Regions from separate parts of the Mus musculus genome. Here all the other regions are linked to region 7. The links are chromatin contacts, called in public Hi-C and promoter capture Hi-C maps. All regions are on one chromosome and are shown on one strand. Each heading gives the region's core, a stretch centred on a gene start, on an enhancer-like site or on the middle of the called end of the contact. The rest is flanking DNA. Distances are from core to core; before and after follow the strand shown.

The links. Promoter capture Hi-C pulls out the DNA fragments that hold promoters and counts their contacts. A called contact is a pair of places that touch in the nucleus more often than the background predicts. Capture Hi-C pulls out chosen DNA fragments and counts their contacts.
Region 1: a promoter capture Hi-C map of liver shows a contact between it and region 7, with 3 times the contacts expected there. The contact joins the promoter of Zfp655 here to the promoter of Wipi2 in region 7. A contact is called at or near these places in 2 of 39 promoter capture datasets (both in liver).
Region 2: a promoter capture Hi-C map of embryonic stem cells shows a contact between it and region 7, with 4 times the contacts expected there. The contact joins the promoter of Mafk here to the promoter of Wipi2 in region 7. A contact is called at or near these places in 1 of 39 promoter capture datasets (embryonic stem cells) and 2 of 115 datasets of contacts at active chromatin or transcription factors (astrocytes and large pre-B cells).
Region 3: a contact with region 7 is called in a promoter capture Hi-C map of liver, with 3 times the contacts expected there. The contact joins the promoter of Arpc1a here to the promoter of Wipi2 in region 7. A contact is called at or near these places in 1 of 39 promoter capture datasets (liver) and 2 of 484 Hi-C or Micro-C datasets (B cells and CD4 T cells).
Region 4: a promoter capture Hi-C map of liver shows a contact between it and region 7, with 3 times the contacts expected there. The contact joins the promoter of Ptcd1 here to the promoter of Wipi2 in region 7.
Region 5: a Hi-C map of B cells shows a contact between it and region 7, with 9 read pairs. The contact joins the promoter of Psmg3 here to the promoter of Wipi2 in region 7. A contact is called at or near these places in 4 of 39 promoter capture datasets (embryonic stem cells, liver and pre-B cells), 1 of 484 Hi-C or Micro-C datasets (B cells) and 1 of 9 other capture datasets (liver).
Region 6: a promoter capture Hi-C map of liver shows a contact between it and region 7, with 3 times the contacts expected there. The contact joins the promoter of Atp5j2 here to the promoter of Wipi2 in region 7. A contact is called at or near these places in 1 of 39 promoter capture datasets (liver) and 1 of 9 other capture datasets (liver).

Annotation. Positions count from the first base shown.
Region 1 is chr5:145,230,337-145,233,036 of GRCm38.p6, reverse strand. It overlaps Zfp655 (zinc finger protein 655), which reads right to left and starts at 1,295. Exons shown (of 4, transcript NM_028298.4): 1 at 1,206-1,295. It also overlaps Gm6287.
Region 2 is chr5:139,790,209-139,792,908 of GRCm38.p6, reverse strand. It overlaps Mafk (v-maf musculoaponeurotic fibrosarcoma oncogene family, protein K (avian)), which reads right to left and starts at 1,373. Exons shown (of 3, transcript NM_010757.2): 1 at 1,197-1,373.
Region 3 is chr5:145,082,468-145,085,167 of GRCm38.p6, reverse strand. It overlaps Arpc1a (actin related protein 2/3 complex, subunit 1A), which reads right to left and starts at 1,299. Exons shown (of 10, transcript NM_019767.2): 1 at 1,196-1,299.
Region 4 is chr5:145,165,764-145,168,463 of GRCm38.p6, reverse strand. Ptcd1 (pentatricopeptide repeat domain 1) reads left to right here and starts at 1,360. Exons shown (of 9, transcript NM_133735.2): 1 at 1,360-1,510. Cpsf4 (cleavage and polyadenylation specific factor 4) reads right to left here and starts at 1,251. Exons shown (of 8, transcript NM_001291248.1): 1 at 1,005-1,251. The coding sequence starts at 1,107.
Region 5 is chr5:139,825,553-139,828,252 of GRCm38.p6, reverse strand. It overlaps Psmg3 (proteasome (prosome, macropain) assembly chaperone 3), which reads left to right and starts at 1,359. Exons shown (of 3, transcript NM_025604.4): 1 at 1,359-1,531; 2 at 1,889-2,125. The coding sequence starts at 1,910.
Region 6 is chr5:145,190,168-145,192,867 of GRCm38.p6, reverse strand. Atp5j2 (ATP synthase, H+ transporting, mitochondrial F0 complex, subunit F2) reads left to right here and starts at 1,327. Exons shown (of 4, transcript NM_020582.3): 1 at 1,327-1,365. The coding sequence starts at 1,353.
Region 7 is chr5:142,628,276-142,630,998 of GRCm38.p6, reverse strand. Wipi2 (WD repeat domain, phosphoinositide interacting 2) reads right to left here and starts at 1,415. Exons shown (of 12, transcript NM_178398.4): 1 at 1,167-1,415. The coding sequence starts at 1,240.

The DNA.
Region 1 (2,700 bases), core at 46-2,545, 2.6 Mb before region 7:
CTAGAAACCCAGCCCCACTAGATTTTAGTTGTCACAGTCCACAGACTTAAGTTTCTCTAAATGTAATTAAGTAAAGTGCATGGTAATTAGGGCCCAAGAAGGGTTTAAAACCTAAAAAGTTACCAAAATAAACAAAAAGAAAAACACAGAAGCAGGAGATGCCTGTAATTTAAGGGTAGAGTACTTCCTAGTATGCACAAGGCCCTACCTTCAATCCATAACAACCTCCCCCTTCACAAAAAAACAAACATGAGTACCATTCGGTTTCAAAACTTAAAACCCAAACAGGAAGGTGTAAGAATTCGATATTACTCAGACTCTACTGAACAATCCCAAATCTGTGGTTTAAAATATATGTGTGTGTGTGTGTGTGTGTGTGTGTGTATCGCTGGGCGTGTAATCCCAGCTCTCGGAAGATTTAGACAGGAGGTTCAGAAGTTCAAGGTTAGCCTCAAAGCTGTCTTTTAAAAACCCAAACCAAAACAACAACAACAACAACAACAACAAAATAGCTACCATTAAAAGAATTTTTTTCAACACAGTACAACTGCGTAAACCTTTCCATGGAGCGTCCTAAGTAATTTAGAGGCTCAAGCTGAGACCCAGTGAAACACGCCAGATAAGATTACTCATTGTTTTTCTCAAAAGCAGGCCCCTTAGGAATCATGTGGTAAGCGGTAAGGCCGTTCTGCATTACTCAATGGGCCCCGATGAATAATGATACAACTCACTTAGGAGACAGACCCTTAGGGCAGGCTGGTCGAGCCACCTGCGCGCAGCACGAGGGAGGGCTGCGAGGAGCCTGGTGTCCTTCAGATCCAAGGACGAGCCCGGGTTCCGTCCACCGTCCACCGTCCACCGCCCTCCGCCAGGCTCCCGGCCCGTCCGCAGGCCTCGCCCAGAGCCACCCTCCGCCTACCTCTCTCTTGGGCAAAGGTTCGGTCCCCAGAGGGCGAAGCGGGCCACAAGACCGAGCTGCCACCCGGGCCCGGCCACTGGGTTCGCACCACGGGGCCACCCCGGCTCCCCGGGCTCCGCGACGAACCCGGGAAGAGGGGAAAACAGGGCCGCGAGCCCGGCCTTCCGCGCGCCCCAGCTCCGGGAACAGCCGTCAGCCCGCACGCGGCGCCTCCTGCGCGTCCGCCCCGCGGGCCAAACAAGCGGTCGCTCCCACGGCGACGCGACAACGGTTCCCCGGGACTCACCCAGGTGGAGAGGCGGGCCTGGAGACTGTCCCGTCACGGAGGCGCTCCTCGCTCAGCTGCACCAGCCTGTCCGGGGCCACTCTCTCGACTGCCAGAAGGCTGACGCCTTACGTCACTTCCGGCGACGGAAGTCCACGGGAGGGCGGTCCCGGGTGAGGTTCCCGGATGAAGAGCAGGGGTGAGGGTGTCCCGGGTCGAGCTGTCAGCTGACGGACACGGGATGCGGTCTCGTGGGTGGGGTCCGCAGCATCGCTAGATAAGGCCTTAGTTGCTGTTGTGCTTCGCTTTCTCGAGGTCGCACAGCCCTCCCTGCTGATTAGGGCGCATCTTACACCAGGAGGGCGACAGAGGTTGGGAAAGAACTCCCGACTCCTCCCGGGCCGCAAGAGCGTGCAGGAGGATTCCTAAGCAGAAGATGAAATACCACCCTCGTGTCTAATACTGGTTTGGTCCGGCTTTATTTCTCCTAGGAAGTGCCTGACCCCAAATTGCCCACAGAAAGGGACATACTAGGTGTTGCCCTGCCTGGAAGGGACAAACGTTTTCCCCAAGAGGATTCGCCCAAGGTCACCAAGATTTTCCTGTCAGGCCCTACTTTGAGTCCCACCCTTTCCTTCATGTTTGATTCTTTGCCTACCATGAGGTGAGCAACTTCTTCCAACAGGAGTTCTTCGCTGTGTGCAGCTTCACTGTAGACACAAAGGGAGCAAGTTTAACTGAGAACTGTTTGAAACTGTGACACAAAAATCTCTCCTCAAGCTTGATTATCTCAACTATTTTTGCAATAGTAGATGCAAAGCCAAGACTCCCATAATTTTGTTCCCCTGGAAATTAGTGAAGCTCAGAATCTTGTAATTTACAATCTTATAATTATCTAGTATTAGGAACAACTGCTACATAAATCAAATATTTTAAAATACTGCCCAAGGGCTGAAGACGTGGCTCAGTGTTGAAGAGCACTGTTGCACTTCCAGAGTACAAAGGTTCGCTAAGTTCCCAGAACTCAAACTGTGGCTAACAACCCTGTCACTAGGTTCTAGAGGTGGATCTAATGCCCTCTGACCATGGGAGACGCTGACCACCCCAGGTGAACATATATGCATGCAGGCAAAGGATACACATATAAAAAATTATTTGGCTTGGAGAAATGGCTTACCAAGTAAAAGCCCTAACTGTTCTTGCAAAGGACCGGAGCTCAGTTCCTAGTTCCCACGGTGGCTCACAACCAGTGTAACTCCAAATCCAGAGGGTTGGATGGTCTCTCTTGGGCTCCTGTCACACATTTGGCACAGTGCACACATATGCACACACATACACACACAAAATAAAAATAAATCTTAAGGGAAAAAAAAACTGCCCACAACAGGTGTGGTAGCCTATGTGGTGGTCTATACCTGACAGGTGGATCTCTGTGAGTTCCCAGACTAGTCTACATAGTGAGTTCTACACTATCCGGGGCTACATACACCCTGATCAAAAAAAAATTTTTTGAGGA
Region 2 (2,700 bases), core at 124-2,623, 2.8 Mb after region 7:
TTCTTGACTCCATCCACATGCTTAAATTCACACCTACTGTTTCAGTTTGGTTTTGTGTGACAGTGTCTCGCTATGTAACTAAGGCTGGTCTTGAACTAGCTAAGCAATCCAGGCTAACCTTAAACTCAAGATCTTCCTGCCTCAGACTCCCATGTGCTAGGAGTACAAGCATGTGCCACCATAACATAATGGCTTTAGACCAACACCTTTGAAAGAAGTTACCTGGCCCTAAAACACCAGCTCAAAGCATCAAAGTACCCACGTGCACTCCACCAGATACCTTCTGAAATGTTGCTGCCACAGTATGACCTCAGCAGTGCCAACCTCTGGGGTCCCAGGGCTAATTTTAGTGACTCCACAGGAGTGGAAGGGGTGAACTACCTACCAGCTGAGACACAAGCTAGCTTTTGAGGACTGAGTGTACTGAGTGCCTGTCCATCAATTGGAAGGCGAACTGTTAAAGTGCATCTGTGTTAGCAATGAGAGCTGTGTGAAAAGCGAGGCTCAGACTAACTTCCCTAGAGAAACAAGAGCACCAAGCAGCCTCACCTCCCAAATACCGACTGCGTTCTTACGGGGCAAGTTCTAGGAGGCTGGAGTGGCTGTTATCTCAAGGATACCAGAAGAGGAGTCTATCTCCCCCAAAGAGATCTAATCTAGGCACCTAGGACCCACGAGGCTTTCTTCACCTGTAATTTGCTAGAGTTTTTGCTTCTGATTTCTCGCCGCACGCTCGTAAACATGCACACTCTTAACACGCCTATCCGCTCACCCTACTAGGGAACCTCGCACTTCAGAGTTGGATGGGACCTTGGCCCCAGACCACACCTGAAGAAAGTGACGGAAGCGATAGGCTGGCCAAGACGGTCACCTGCCTCGCTCCCCACCCACAGCTTCCACATCCGGCACCGCTGGCCGGTCAGCTGATTAGAAAGTGACACCAGTTACTCAGGCCCTTTCGGGGTCCCGGCCGGGGGCGAGGTGGGGGCGAATTCTACGCCGACGGAAATGGCCAGGTGCGCACGGCTCCCGGGTGCCACTCTCCCGCACGTGGTGGGTCCCGTGTGGGCCTTGAGCTAGGTCCCGCGTGGCACGTGCTCGAGGCCCAGGCTGGGTCCCGCGGCCTTCGGGGTGCTCCTCCCGCAGGTGCACGAACTCTGGGTTCCCCTACCCAGTTCCCGAAGCCCCTCACTCACCCGGGTCGCGCGCGGGGCCGGGCGCGGCGGCTCCTTGCGGACACGCACTCTTCACAAGCGCTTCTGCTCTCGCGCTCCCCTTAGTCGCCGTCTCCGCCTGCGCGCTTCGGACTTCTCGTTCCGACTCGGCGAAGAACAACAAGTCCCTGCCACCCGCCGCCCGCCGCCGGCTCCCCAGTACTGACACCGCTTCCGGGATCGCGCGTCGAAGCGCGTCACCGCCCCGCCCCCGCGATGGCCACGCCCCTAGTGATCACGCCCCTGTTGCTCACGCTTCTTCGCTCACCAAAACCACGCCCTCTCTGGCCGCGCGTCGGCACCACGCCCCTGATGGCCACGCCCCTCGCTGCCCCAGTCCCTGGGTCCTCCTACATGCTTCCACGTGCAGTTGTCTCATTGCTGAGCTCCTGGCCCTGTCCATCCCCAACACACCCGGGGCGGGGTCTGTGCTCCTTTCCCAAGGTAGGGGGTGTCAGGCGAGCGTGACGCACACTGGGTATGGACCCCACGTTTCCTTGAACTTTCAGCCTGGGCATTATGTCTCTATGTCACCCACTGTCGTCTATGCTACTCACTGTGATCCTGAGGCTGCTGGAGCCTCCCCGGGTCTTGGCAGAGAGAATAGAGGCCAACTGGCTAGTGACCATGTTCTGGACCTAACACCAAGCCCACGTCAAGGTGGCGAAGTGGCTCAGTTACACCACATAATCAGCAAGGCAGATGCACCCTACAAAGGAGAAAGAGATATGTATGTAGCATCCTCTTCTGACCCATACCATGACCTTTTGATTTATATCTGAGACAGAGGTAAGGTCTCACTGTGCAGCTCAGAGTGGCCTGGAACACTTATAAAACTTTATTTTTTTTTTTTACTTATTTATATGTGTGTTCATATGTATGTGGATTGGTGTGCACACACTACCACGAATGTGTGGAAGTCAGAGGGCAACTTTAGGGAATCTGTTTTTTCTTTCCACTTTTGGGTTCCGAAAATTGAACTCAGACTTGGTACCTTTACCCACTGAGCCACCTCACTGGCACTGTCTTGAAGCTCTTAATCCTTCTGCCTTCACCCTAAGTGCCTTCACCTAAGCCTGCCCCTCCCCCTCCCCCTCCCCCTCCCCCCTTCTCCCTCTCCTCCCTCCCTCTCCTCCCTCCCTCTCCCTCTCCCCCTCCCCCTCCCCTCCCCCTCCCCCCTCTCCCTCTCCCTGTAAGCAATGGATAGTGTCTTAGTTAGGTTTTTACTGCTGTGAATAGTCACCACGACCAAGGTAACTCTTATAAGGACAACATTTAGTTAGGGCTGCCTTATAGGTTCAGAGGTTTAGTCCATTATCATCAAGGATCATGGTAGCATCCAGGCAGTCATGGTGCAGGCAGAGCTGAGAGTTCTACATCTTCATCTGAAGGCTGCTAGGAAGACTGACTTCCAAGCAGTAAGGATGAGGGTCTTAAAGCCCACACCCACAGTGAGACACCTATTCCAACAAGGCCATACCTCCTA
Region 3 (2,700 bases), core at 50-2,549, 2.5 Mb before region 7:
ATGGGTCCTCTCAGCTGTGAACAGCATATGAATTGAAGAAGCCTTCCCCCAACCCCCACCCCTGAGACAGCCAGTGACTTGATCTAATGGGGTAAACACCCGGGACTGATAACTTATAGAGACCTGAAATCCTAAGGCCTACTAGGAAACCAAAAGATTAAGGGAACTGATAAAATAGGATGCCAACCTAGGTCATTTCAGAAACTGGGCAAGGAGAAGATAGGAGAGAAACACACCATGACAACAGATGGCTTTATACTCAGAGATTCTAAGCTGCAATTTATTAAGTGCCTCCCATGTTCCCAACAGTGTTCAGTATCTGAACGGGGCCAGGAACATGAATAAATCCTTGTCCTCATGTCCTTCTCCGGAGGAAAGAGAGCAGAAAGTAAAGGAAGGCAGATATGCCTTGAAAGTCTCAGAAGCACCAGTAATGGCTATCATTTATTATCAGATCATTTGAACAGCTTCTCTGGGTTAGGAATTGCTGTAAGCAACTCAAGCACACGAACTCCACGCGAAACCCATAAAACCAAGTAGACTAAGAATCTTCTTACTGCAGCTGGGGAAACTGAGGCACCAAGAAACAACCTTCCCAGAGACACCTGACAAAGTGGCAGAGTCAAACGGGAACTCGGAGGGTTCTACATAAAGGACCCTATGAATACGGGTGCAGAGGAGAGTACAAGTCTGACTTGCGGGGGCGGGGGCTAGAGCTAGGGAATCTTAAGGTTACTGGAAAGATGGGCTTTCTCTTGCTGGGAAGGGTTCCCCAATAACTGACGGTTCGGAGGCTGCTCTAGGCAACATCCTAGATGTTGACGAGATGAACAGATACTCGTGACAAGCCACCGGGGGATGGGGGGGGAGATCCGCCCGTCTAAACTAATTTTACAGATTGTGGTAAATGCTCACAGTAGGGGTGCAAATGGTACTATGGGGGTGTCGGAAGCCGAGTTGTTCCTTCTCTCATCCGAGATGGAGGGCAGCTGGAAAGTGCTCAGAAACGCTCGGTCTGTGTGTGAGGGGGGCACCAGGGACTCAGAGGTAACCACGAAGGGCTGAGATCCCGGGCCCCTCAGCTCCAGACCCCGCGCCTAACAGCCCTGGGCCCGCCGCCCCCGCGTGCCATAGAACATACAAAAAAAAAAATGGAGGCGACCCGGGCCAGACTCTCCGCCCTGTGGCTCCTTACCTGAGGTTGGGGAGGTCTGGAGGTCCGGAGCGGACGATTCGCGGACTCTGGTCAGTCGACGCGAACTGGCTCCGGCGGGCGCGGACGGAGGAGGGAGGCCTAGAGGGAGAGGCTGACAGATCCCGGAAGTGACCGGAGCGCCTGCGCAGAGCGGCCGCTCTCAGCTGGCGCTTGGCGCAGGCGCAGGCGCAGAACGTAGCCTTTGTTGGCGTGTTCTGTCTGAAGAGCGGCTGCTGCTCAGGTGAGGCAGCCGCTCGTCAGCGCTAGGGCGTGCTTGTGGAACTGGATGGGCGTCCTACTCCTTTCTTTAAGGAGGTTTTAACACACACACATTTCTGAACCATGGCCCAAGTGTGCAGCGTTGGGAGCTTCTCAAGTGCTTTTTGTTACAAATTACTGAGCTAGGATCTCTCAGGCTTTGTGGTTCTGAAGAACAATTCAAAATAAAATAAAATAAAATAAAAATATTTATGTGGCTGGGCGGTGGAGGCGCACGCCTTTAATCCCAGCACTTGGGAGACAGAGGCAGGTGGATTTCTGAGTTTGAGGCCAGCCTGGACTACAGAGTGAGTTCCAGGACAGTCAGGGCTACACAGAGAAACCCTGTCTCCAAAAAAAAAAAAAAAAAAAAGAATTATATGGATGTCTGTGTCGGTATACGCATGTGAATTCAGGTGCCCCTGGAGGCCAAGAGAGCAACAGATCCTCTTGGAGCTGGAATTGTAAGTTACACCATGTGGGTGCTGGGAACTGAACTCAGGTCCTCAGCGAGAACAATACAATCTTTTAAGCTGAGCCATCTTGCCAGCCCTTGAAACTATGTTTGTGTTCCTTCATAGAGGGTGGGTCAGAACTGGTGACTATTTTCTGCCTGGCGGACTGTCCCTGTCCTGGACCCTCAGTAGAAAGTCTCAAGTCTACCTAAGAGTCCCCTTGACTGTTCCTAGATCAGGACCACTTGTTCCTGCACCCACAATGACACCACAAGAAGGCGCAATGGTGACATGGAAAGAGTGTATTCTATGTAGATGCAATTTATAAGAACTGCCCTGAATGCTACATCCAGTCAGACTGTTGCCCCTGCTCTGGTAGAAATTATGAAGCAACCAGTTAAGTACCCAGGTTCCACTAGAGGTAGGCACCCCAGTCCTTGTCTTGTGGTGGTCTATATATTTGACCCAGTGGACAGTAAACACTGCCCTAACAGAAATAAGGGAATAGTCTATTTCGAGTCAAATATCCATGAGCATTGCTTAGCAGTGCTCGGATTCCTTACCCTAAGTGTTTGCCCCACCTTGAAAACAGTTGCGTTATGGTCTTTAGAATTATTATCGGTCTGTGTGTGTGTGTGTGTGTGTGTGTGTGTGTGTGTGTGTGTGAGTGTGTGTGTGTGTGAGTGTGAGTGTGTGTGTGAGTGTGTGTGTGAGTGTGAGTGTGTGTGTGTGCTGTGTGAGTGGGTAGCACTCATATGGTGGTCAGAGGTCAGCTCTGTGAACTCAGTTCTC
Region 4 (2,700 bases), core at 111-2,610, 2.5 Mb before region 7:
TCCTGGAACTCACTCTGTAGACCAGGCTGGCCTTGAACTCAGAAATCCACCTGCCTCTGCCTCCTAAGAGCCATGATTAAAGGCGTGCGCCACCACTGCCCGGCTATTTCTGTGTTTTTTAAAGAAACCCAAATCTTTACTTCAAGTGCACACTTGCCTCCACAGGTTTGTGGATCTATTGCCCCACACAAATGTTCCATGGTCTCAAGGCAGTGCCATCAAATTGAGTAAAAACCTAGTGCTTAAAAGGCTAGCCTGATCTATAGAGTGAGTTTCAGGACAGCCAGGGCTATACAGAGAAACTCTGTCTCGAAAAACAACAACAACAAAGAGTAGACATATGTGCAAGGACGACCTGGCCAAAGAGGACAGTTCTGTCTGAATTGAAGCAGCTCCCCCAAACGGAAGATATATCCCACCAGAACAGGAAAACCATCTCATCACATGAAGAGGGACAGTAAATATAGCTCGGTCTAAAGGTTCGCTGGGGGCCTGAGTTGGGACAGGTGACCCGGAGGTGGGGTAGTGAGGAAAACGGACAATTCCAGGACAGGGAAGGATTTCCCAGGAGCTAGACTAAAGCAAGCCTGGAATATGAGGGTCTACTTGGAGTCTTCGACAGTCAGATACACTCAGACTCTTCTACCGCCTAGTTCTGATGAAAGTAGAGAGGAGCACGCTAAGAGGTGGAAATGGGGGACATTCTAAGACTTTGCTGAAGTTGGAGCAGGATGGGAGAAGGCAGTTCCACTTCAGGATGACACGCGTTCACTGGAGAATTACGCGAACAACCGACACAGTCCTGCTGTCCCGAGGATTGCCACGGAGCAGTCCCCGGGGATCAAGGATCCAAGGAAAGGTCTCCCCGAGTTCAAGTGACACCGGGAAGTCCCAGGACGGAAGCGGAGGAACTAGGCGAGGGTCCCGGGTTCCAGGGCCCAGGGCTGGGGTAACCTCTGGTCAGAATCAGACTCGCCCACCCACCCGCCGGGCCCCGCACTCACTATCCATGCCGGGGAAGGGCAGCGGCTGCGCCCCGAGCTGCTGCTCCACGGCGATCTCCAAGTCGAACTTGATGTGATCTACGCTGGCGATTATTTCCTGCATGGCGGCGGCGGCGGCCTCGGGCCCAGCTCCCCCTCAGGTCTCTCAGCCGCTCTCCGCAACTCACGCTACCTCTCCCCGTCCCCTTCTCGCTTGCCGCCACCGCCGCCGCCGCAGCCGCCGCCCCGCGAGGGATGCCGGGAGCGCTGGAGCCCGCGCCGGCCCTTTTTTCCCATCCAGACTCAGCCAACGGAGCTCAGAGTCCGGCCACTCCTTCAGGCCTGACTAGCCGCCGACCGATCGCCTGTTTCTTTCGGTTCTGTATCTTACACAAGAGGCGGCGACGCAAGTGCGCCTGCGCGGGATCTCCGTAGTCTGTGCTGAGGGCAGGAACGCTGTCTCTGGAGCCGCGGTCCCTCGACTCTGAGGACGTCTCACTAGGGGCTCGCCGCTTAGAACGCTCAGAGTGAGTTTCTGTTCAACCCTCATAGGAAACCCGGAAGCCGGGTGGAAATTGGACCTGAGGGACTTTGTCCAAGCTCAGATGCGAAAACGGAGGATCTAAAGGCCTGGGGAGAGGAAGCAAGGGGCGACCTAGGGTCCCAGGTCTCTCTGTGGGTGTAGCTCTAATGCAGACGTTTAAAAGTCGGGTAAGGGGGCAGGAGGTGTGGCTCAGTTGGTAAAGTGCTTGCCCCACCACCGCATAAGCCGGTAGTGTTAGTACAGACTTGTAATCCCACTAACTGGCAAGTGGAGGCAGAAGGGTCAGAAGCTCAAGACCAGACTGCATTACATGAGACCCTGGAGAGCGAGTCAACCTAGTAGAGCTAAGCCTCAAAATACCGTCATACCTCTTTTCCCTGTTATTATGTCTTGTTTTTGTTGTTGTTTGTTTGTTTTGTTTTTTTATTAAAGGGCTTCAAAGTAAGCAGGCCCAGCACAGCCTAATAAAAATAGAATGCGAGGGTGAGAGGGTGTAGCTCTGTGAGAGGGAGCATGTGCATATATGTGCCTTCCACACCACTCGAGTGCAGATTAGGGAAAAGCTTGTACCACAAGTCCTTCCAAGTATGTTCAGGAATCAAGCTCAGGTCACCGAGCTCTGCAGTAAGCACCTTTATCTGCTGAGACCCTCTTGAGCCTCTTGTTGTTGTTGTCGAGACTGGGGATCTCTAGGTAGCCCTGAGTAGCGTGGACTCACAGTTGTAGACCAGACTGGCATTGAACTCATAGAAATTCTCCTGCCTCTGTCTCCCTGGTGCAGGGCCTAAAGGCATGGCCCATCACGACTTACTCTTACTTTTTAAAGACAATCTCATGAAGCCCAGGCTGGTCTTGAAGTTGACATTATAGCTGAGGGTGACCCTGAATTTCTGACTCTTTTCTACCCAGCTGAGATAGTAAGTTTGACTGATCTCCCACTCCCCACCCTGCACAGAGCCAGGTCTTCCTAACTCAGAGCCTACCCTCTGAGTAAACTTGTCTCTCTTTTCTGACTCTTTTTAAAAAAGATTTGTTTGTTTATTTATTTATTTATTTAATGTATGTGAGTACACTATAGTTGTACAGATGGCTGTGAGCCTTCATGTGGTTGTTGGGAATTGAAATTTTTTAGGACCTCTGCTCGCTCTGGTAGGCCCTGCTTGCACCAGTAGG
Region 5 (2,700 bases), core at 110-2,609, 2.8 Mb after region 7:
CACACACACACACACACACACAGGAACCCACACACAAAAGAGTGAGTTTATGTTATTCTTGAAAGTAGATGAAACCGAAGATAATCGTGTTAAGCAAATTATGCCAGTCTCAGAAAGACAGACACCATATGTTTTCTCTGACTGGTGGGGCCTAGATTTTACATAGTCACACTGAACCGTGTGTGTGTGTGTGTGTGTGTGTGTGTGTGTGTGTGTGTGTGTGGTGTACATTTAAGAAAACAAACAGGAAGGAGGGGAGAAAAGGGAAGATAGAGGGAAGGGGGATATGCTCAATTTACAGTCTATAATTTTAAGAAAAAAGTGCTTTGATTTAACAGGTCACCATTAAGAGCACCACTTGTTGCTCTTGCTGAGGACCAGGTTCAGTTCCCATCACCTACATGGCAGCACATAACTGTCTGTAACTCCAAATCTAGGAAACACAACACCCTCTTCTGGCCTCTGTGGGTACTGCATGCACATGACACCATATACAGGAAGGCAAAAATACTCATGCAAATAAATAAACAAACAAACAAATACTGTTTAATTCTTTTAAGTATTCTGCAAGATGAACAATAATTAGTGTAAATGAGACTTGCTCCTCGATACCCACAAGAAAAAAGGAAAAAAATGAAAGAAAGAGGGAAGGAGAAAAAAATGATGGTTGGGATTTGGCTCAGTTTGTGAATGCTTGCGTAGCATACATAAACTCCTGGATGTTATCCCCACACCAGCAAACCATGTGTGGGGTGTGTTCCTGTCATCCCTGCACTTGGAAGGAGAATCAGGAGTTCAATATTTTCCTTGATCAACCTAGGGTACTTGTGACCCTGTCTCAAAAAACAGAAGAGGAGGGGGAGGAGGAGAAGAGGAAAAGAAGGAGGAGGAGGAGGAGGAGGAGGAGGAGGAGGAGGAGGAGGAGGAGGAGGAGGAGGAGGAGGAGGAGGAAATAATCCTAGAACTCGGGAGGATATGTGAGTTTGAGGCCAGCCTGGTCGACATAGTGAGTTCCAGGACAACTAGGGCTACACGGAGATACCGTGACTAAAAGAGGCAAAACTGACAGACAAACAGACGAAACAAGTTACTGTATATTAAGTGTGCCTTAGCCAAAGCCAGGTACACACCAAGTGAAAACAAATATTAAAATATTAATAATATTAAAACAAATATTATTTTGTGTCCACAGCTAGGACACAAAGCTCCCTACACAGGTGGTCAAGCACCGCCACCGAGATCCTGGAGCTCGGAGAGGCACACTGTCCCTTTAACACGAAGCCTGGACGGCTCCTTTGCAGCACGGAACCTTAGGCCCTGGGACTGCCGTGGCCTACGGACCTTAGGCCCAACGGACAGGAACCGGAAGTTCTCGCCGGGACTTCTGCTAAACCATTGCTGGCTTAGTTGCTCCCTGAAACCGCTTTCTGGCGCTGCTGGTGGGGTGAGCGCTGGTTGCCGAGGGTTTCGGTCCCAACTGCTGTCAGTAGTGATCCAGCCATCCCCAGTCCTGCGCCGTCGGGGCTCCCCGGTGAGCTCGGCCGTTTTCCTCATCCCTGATAATCTGGAAGTGGGACAGCTAGTCGCGGGGATGGCGGTCATCGCAAGCAGTGCGGCGGGACAAAGACGCTCACAAAAGCCCGCACGAGCATGCGCGCACTCGCTTTTGGGTTGGGGCGTGGTATTGATAACAGGGTCTCCCCCATGTAGCTCAGGCTGGCCTCGAACTGGGACTTCTCCAGCCTCAGCGTCCCCTGTCCTGGGATGGCAGACATGTGCCACCACGTGCAGCTTGGAATGGGCCGCTTGTCATTTCTGCTGTCGAGCTCCAGGTTGTGTCCGATTCTGATTGCTCCATCCCTTGTTTTCTTTTCTTTTAAAACTAAAGCCTCCGCTGAAGAACGGGACCATGGAAGACAAACCACTGGTAGTATCTAAACAGAAGACAGAAGTGGTGTGCGGTGTGCCCACCCAGGTGGTCTGCACGGCCTTCAGCAGCCACATCCTAGTTGTGGTGACCCAGTTCGGGAAGATGGGTACGCTAGTGTCCTTGGAGCCCAGCAATGTGGCCAATGACATCAGCAAGCCAGTGCTCACCACGAGAGTCCTCCTCGGGCAGGACGAGGTAATGGGAGTTGAGAGCATCTTTTTTTCTGCTGTCATTTGTCCATAGGGATATGGGGTGCCTGATAGGCACAACTCCATACGTACCCAAACTATGCGCAGTGAGCATTTTCCAGGGCCATTCTGGACTGAGGGTGTCCTGGCTGGCTCGAGTGATGCTTTTCCCAGCGTGTTAGCATTTTACTCAACACTCGGGGAGGGATTGATTTTTATGACATAGCCATTTCCTCAGTTTGACCCTGTCCTGATGGCTCTATGTTTATGTCTGCTTCTTGAGTCTTGACAACAGTTCCCTTTGCAGGCCTGTCTGTCTTGATTAGGAGTAACCAGAGAGACGGTAGGCAGAGGTACCAAGGAAAAGTCTTAATACTGCCTCCTGGGCAGTTCCCTCTGTCTGCTTTATGCAGTCCACGTGGTGCTCTGAATCACTGTTGTCCTAGCTTAGGGGGTTTGGGGAAAGCGTGAGACGCTGGCCTAGGTCTCTTAAGGAAAGCATTAGGAGCAGACAGTGTTTGTCCCCAGTGTGACTATACACACCTGTAATCCTTTCAGGGGGAGGCTGCGGCAGAAAAATTG
Region 6 (2,700 bases), core at 78-2,577, 2.6 Mb before region 7:
TTATAAGCCTGCTATTCTCACTCCCACCCTACCCCATGCTCTCACTCTTAGATTGCTCTGACCATGTCCAGTCAGATGCCCATGTTAAGTCTACTTCTCTCTGCTCTTCCAGATGCCTCTGGCTGTTCCCTCTCACTCATATTTACAATAAACATCCCCTCTCCTGGGGGCTGGAGAGATGACTCAGTGGTTAAGAGCACCGACTACTCTTCCAAAAGTCCTGAGTTCAAATCCCAGCAACCACATGGTGGCTCACAACCACATGTAATGAGATCTGACGCCCTCTTCTGGCGCATCTGAAGACAGCTACAGTGTACTTACGTATAATAAATAAATAAATCTTTAAAAAAAAATCCCCTTTCCTTATGGGGGCTGGAGAGATGGCTCATCTGTTAAGAGCACTATCTGCTCTTTCAGAGGACCCAGGTTTCATTACCACAAATCACATAGGAATTCACTACTGTCTTTCTAACTTCAGCTCCAGGGGATCCAATGACCTCTTTTGACTTCAGTGGGCCCTGCATGCATGTGGTACACAGACATATATGTAGGCAAAACACCCATGTACATAAAAATAATTTTAAAAACCTTCACCTTAATTATACCATGGAGTGGTTATGTCAGTTTATACAGGCAGTGCACACATATAATTCCCATACATGAGTTGTCACTGCTAAAAGTTTCAGGCCAACCCAAAACATATACTGATTTCCAGGCTAGACTAACTCTGTTATTGCATACAGTCTTGCTGTATTTCAGGCCCAAATTTGGGAATTAATGGCAAGATAATGCCTGTAGCTATATAGTAGTCTGACTTTGGCGCTAACATGGCTTAAATCTAATACTTCTGATTTTGGGTCAAAAAAACTACCTTTACGAGCTTTAGAAAATACCCATTTAAGCAGGTGTCAGCTGTGGAGGCGTGTTTGCAATCATCATGGAAACCACTTAAGCATGTGGAGTGGAACTTCAGAGGGATTTGGGGGTCAGAGCAGTGAATAGCAAGTAAAAGGGACTGGGGAGGGTTAAAACAAATGTTCCTATTCAAGGCTTCTCTGCTTTTCTTTCTTTTCAGCATTGGGAATGGAACCAGAGCCTTAAGCACTCCGGGACTGAGCCACACCCCTAAGCCTCTCATTCCTCATGAGAGATCCAAAAGTAGAAGGCAAAAAGTCAAAAGGTCCCTTTTCTCTTTTGTCCTTTGCTTCCGCCTGGGATAGGTCTCAAAATGCTCTACCTAAGTGGTGATCTACTTCCCATGAGCCTCTGCTTCCCGCTCCGGCAGGGGTGCGTGCGCCCTTCCCAGCAGCCTTTGCGCGCGGCTGGAGTTCTGCGGACACCAGGACTTCAAGATGGCGTCACTCGGTGAGTACTCGGCCCTTTCCTGGCCTTGGGGTTGGAAGCCCGATTTGGGCACAGGCTCCAGGGCCACAGTGGGGTGAGAAGGAACCGCGGGAACTCTTGCTCTTCACCCGGGGCTTCACTGAAGCCTCCCCGGAAGCGCGCTGGACACTTACTATAAGGTCCTGTGCTCCCGCCCTCCTCCCTCCACTCTGCAGCGGATTTCTGCTGTGCATCGCCTGGCCTGGCGGTGGAAGACCCAGTCAGCACGGAGAGGCTTCTGGGGGCCTGCACATGCGTTGCCCGGAACCATTTGTCTGTCCTTCCGCGGAGGACTAAGCTGCTGCTTTTTCTTCCTGCGCGACTTGACACAGGCAGGGTCACTTGAACCTTTACGCTGGGCAGCGCTTGGACCTCCCTGGAGATGAGGCTTTCAGATTACGGTCCAGGACCAGCGAATGCCTAGAATGGTTCCCGACACCACATTATGTTACATACGTGTCGACTGAATACGCCTACTGGGGTGAAGTGACCTGTTCAAGGTCACCAGTCCTGAGAGAGCCTCGCTGGGATTCAGACCTAGGTTGGCGGGTCTCATGATAAATGAGATTACCTTTCAGAAATGTCCTTGTGACAGACAAGCAGATGTTCCCTTAACACGTACGAGTCAATCTCCACACACATTCATTGCGCACTGTTGGGATTACACATTATTGTTGTTTTTGTTATTATGTGTCCCACACGTGTCTAGGTATGGTCATGGGAATGCTGGAGCTTGTGTCCAGGTTCGAGGACAACTCCGAGGAACTCCAGTAGCCAGGCTAGCCATTTCACAGTTGTCTACCTCCTCCTTTTGAGACAGGGTTTCACCATGTAGCCCAGATTGGTCATGAACTTGCTGCCACAGTCGTGATGTATTAGCGTCTATCTCTGAGTGCTAGGATTACAGGCCTATGCTACTGTACTTAGCTTGTTACAGTGTTCTTTATCTCAGCCTGGGAAGGTGAAGGGGGGGGTGTCTAAAAACGGGGTGTGAAGGAGCTGAGCCTTTTTGATTTGGTTTGGTACTTGGTTTTGCAAGATAGGATTTCTTTGTGTAGCTCCAGCTGTAATGGAACTCATCTGTGGATCCACCTGCTTCTGTCTCCCCAGTACTGGGCTTAAAGGTGTAGGTCACTGCCACCTGGGGCATTAGCAGCTATTTTATCTGTAAAATGGTAGGAGATGGTTAGTGAACACAGCTTTCAGAAGAGACAACGGGAAGAGCATTAATGACACTGCTCAAGAGGCTGAAGAAGCACAATTGTCAGCCTGGGCCTTCCTCTCCAAAAAAAAAGTTGAAAAAATAGAAGTTTTGGA
Region 7 (2,723 bases), core at 166-2,665:
GTGCTGGGATCCCAACTCTGGGCCTCAGAGTTGTGTGACAAGTGCTTTATCCACTGAACCAGCTCTCCAGTGCCCAGGTCCACTATTACTTCTGGACTCAGTGTCTTTAGCATTCTGTTCTAATGTAGAAAAGACCCAGTGTGTTACAACGGAAAGAACACCAGGAGAGCAACCTCAGGGGATGAGAACCCAAGCCTGCCCCATCCCACTATTAGCCAACTTTAAGATCCTGACAGACTCTAGCCCTTTCTGAACTTCACAGTCTCATTTGTGGCTGGTCCCAATTTCAGGACAGCACCTCCTTCTTGAGCTCGTCTAAAGGTCCAACTGAGCACCTGTTGCACCTCCCTCCACACAGGTACTTGCCATTCTCCAATCTAACTTTTAAGTGAGGAAAAACAAAAGCCTCAGTCCCTGCCTTGCTAATGCTATTGTGCCAGTAGCGACCAACTACTTAGTGTGATGCCAAGTGACCCATTCCTCCTCCTCTTACATCACTTCCTCTTACTCACTTCCCAAGATGGCTCTTCTCCCTTCCAGTCCCATAACTCATCCATCCTTCATCAGAAACCTCATCTATTACCTACCTTCCAGGTATGCCAACGAGGCAGCCTTGAAGAACCAGATGGGGAACTACAGGAGTTCAGTCCGGTAAAACAGTGGACCGGTACGAAGGTTCTTTTTTACCCCAGGAATAGCCCACCTCACCCCCTTTTGAAGCTCCCAGACCCCTTGAGGATAAAGTCTCAGATCGAAGGCCTGGATTACTACTGCCGTTTGGTCCTTTTTTGGAGGAGACCAAAGTTACTTGCCAGAAAGGTCGGCAGAGAAGAAATAAGCAAACAGAAAAAGAAAAGCCATGAAAAGCGACAGAAGCAGTGAGGATACAGATGTATAGAAAGGGGGAGGCGGGCGATGCCCAGGATGGCCGCAAAACCGAGTCCGGGTGACAGGCGCAAACCGGCGTGCACAGTTCCTTCCTAACTTTGCGAAAGGCCAGGTCTCAGGACAGGTGGATGGGGGCACCCCGAGTTCCATCACCTCCCCCGGCCCAGGAGGCAGCAGCGCTCGAGCGGCCGCGCGGGCTCAGCACGCCCCCCGCCCATACCCCTCAACCTGACCAGCCCTGGTCTCTGCCCCGGCCCCGCGTCCGCGCCCGGCCTTACGTGTTATCCTGGTTGAAGTTGGCGAACAGCAGCTGGCCGGCGCCGGCCTCTCCGCTCTGGCTCGCCAGGTTCATGGCTGCGAGCGCGCGACGGCCTCGGACCCCCCTTGGCGGGAGCGCGCGCAGCTCGACTCGGGCGGCCCGCGGGAGCACGCTACACTCAGGATCGACGTCCGGTCCGGCAGGTCGCCCCGCTCGCCGCCTCTCGCTGCGCGGGGACCAACTGCCGCCTCATCCCGTCCCCACTCTTGTTTATGCTCCAGAGCCGGGACGGGCTGCGCGCTTGCGCGGTCCCGCCCACCCTCGCGTCGCACGGCGGCGTTCCGCGCAGGCCCGCTGCGTAGGCCCCGCCTCTTCGCCGCAGGCATCCGCGGGTGTTTCCGGTCGACTGCGCATGCATAAAGGTGCGCTGGTGGGTGCGCCTGCGCGTGGCGGAGAGTGGGCGGGGGCTTGCTGTCTGAGAACGGCGAGTTACCTCGTTGGTCCTGAGTCGTTGATCATTGTTCTAGGAACTTTGGCGCACCGCGTTGCTCGAAGAGAATGTCGCACGTCCGTTTTGCAGATTTGAAAAGCGAGGCGCAGAACTGCAAACGATTTGCCAAATGTTGGGTCTGAGACTGGAAAGGCGCGTGCGGTCACGGTCCTTGGGACAGGATTCTACTTTAAATGTATTGGTCCGTGCAACAGTCTATGGGAAGCACCTTTCTCTCCTTCCCGCTGCTTCCCTTCTTTCCTTTCTCTTCTTCCCTTCAAGGAGATAGAAATGTTCTGGTGGCGAAGGTCCTGGAGAAGAGAGAGACTTGTTCTGTGCTGTTAGAACTGAACCTCTAGGCAAGAGGCTGGTAGTTCCCAAGAGCAGTGTGCTGTCCTTGAGGACAGTTAAGCGGGGAGCAAAGTCGAACTTTGTTAGTACAGCCAGAGGGGCAAAGATGGCAAAGTTGTTGAGGAAAAGATGGCGCACACTTTCCCACCCTTCCTGTTTCGTGTTTTTGTTTTGTTTGTTGTCTTTGGATCGGGGCTCATCTATCTTAGGCTAGCTTTGGACTCTGTAGCTGAGGTTGACCTTGAATTCCCGGTCTTCCTGCCTTTACCTCTTAAAAGATTATGGAGCTGCACCACCACGCTTGTTTAAAGTAGCCTTTAAAATGGTTTGCTTTAGCCTTTGGAGACCTTGGCTCTTCTGGAACTCACCATCTTAATCTTCAATGCATAGAAATATACTGCCCTCGGCCATCTGCCCTCCGTCCTCTGCCCTCTGGTGCTGGAATTAAATGTGCTACGATTCCCAGCTTTTCTTTTTTTTTTTTTTAATGAATTCTTTAAGAATTTCATGCAAAGCATTTTGATCATATTCAACCTCACCACCACCCAGATCCACTCTTCTTCCCTACCCACCCAACTTTATGTCTTTTTTTTTTTCAGTCTTTCTTTTTTAAACCCACCAATTCCATTTTGTGTTGCCTATATAGTTTTGGATATGGTCTTCCACTGGAAGACCTATCGGAGATCATACATACCCTTGAAGGAAATTGATTCCCCGTTCCCAGCAGCTACCAGT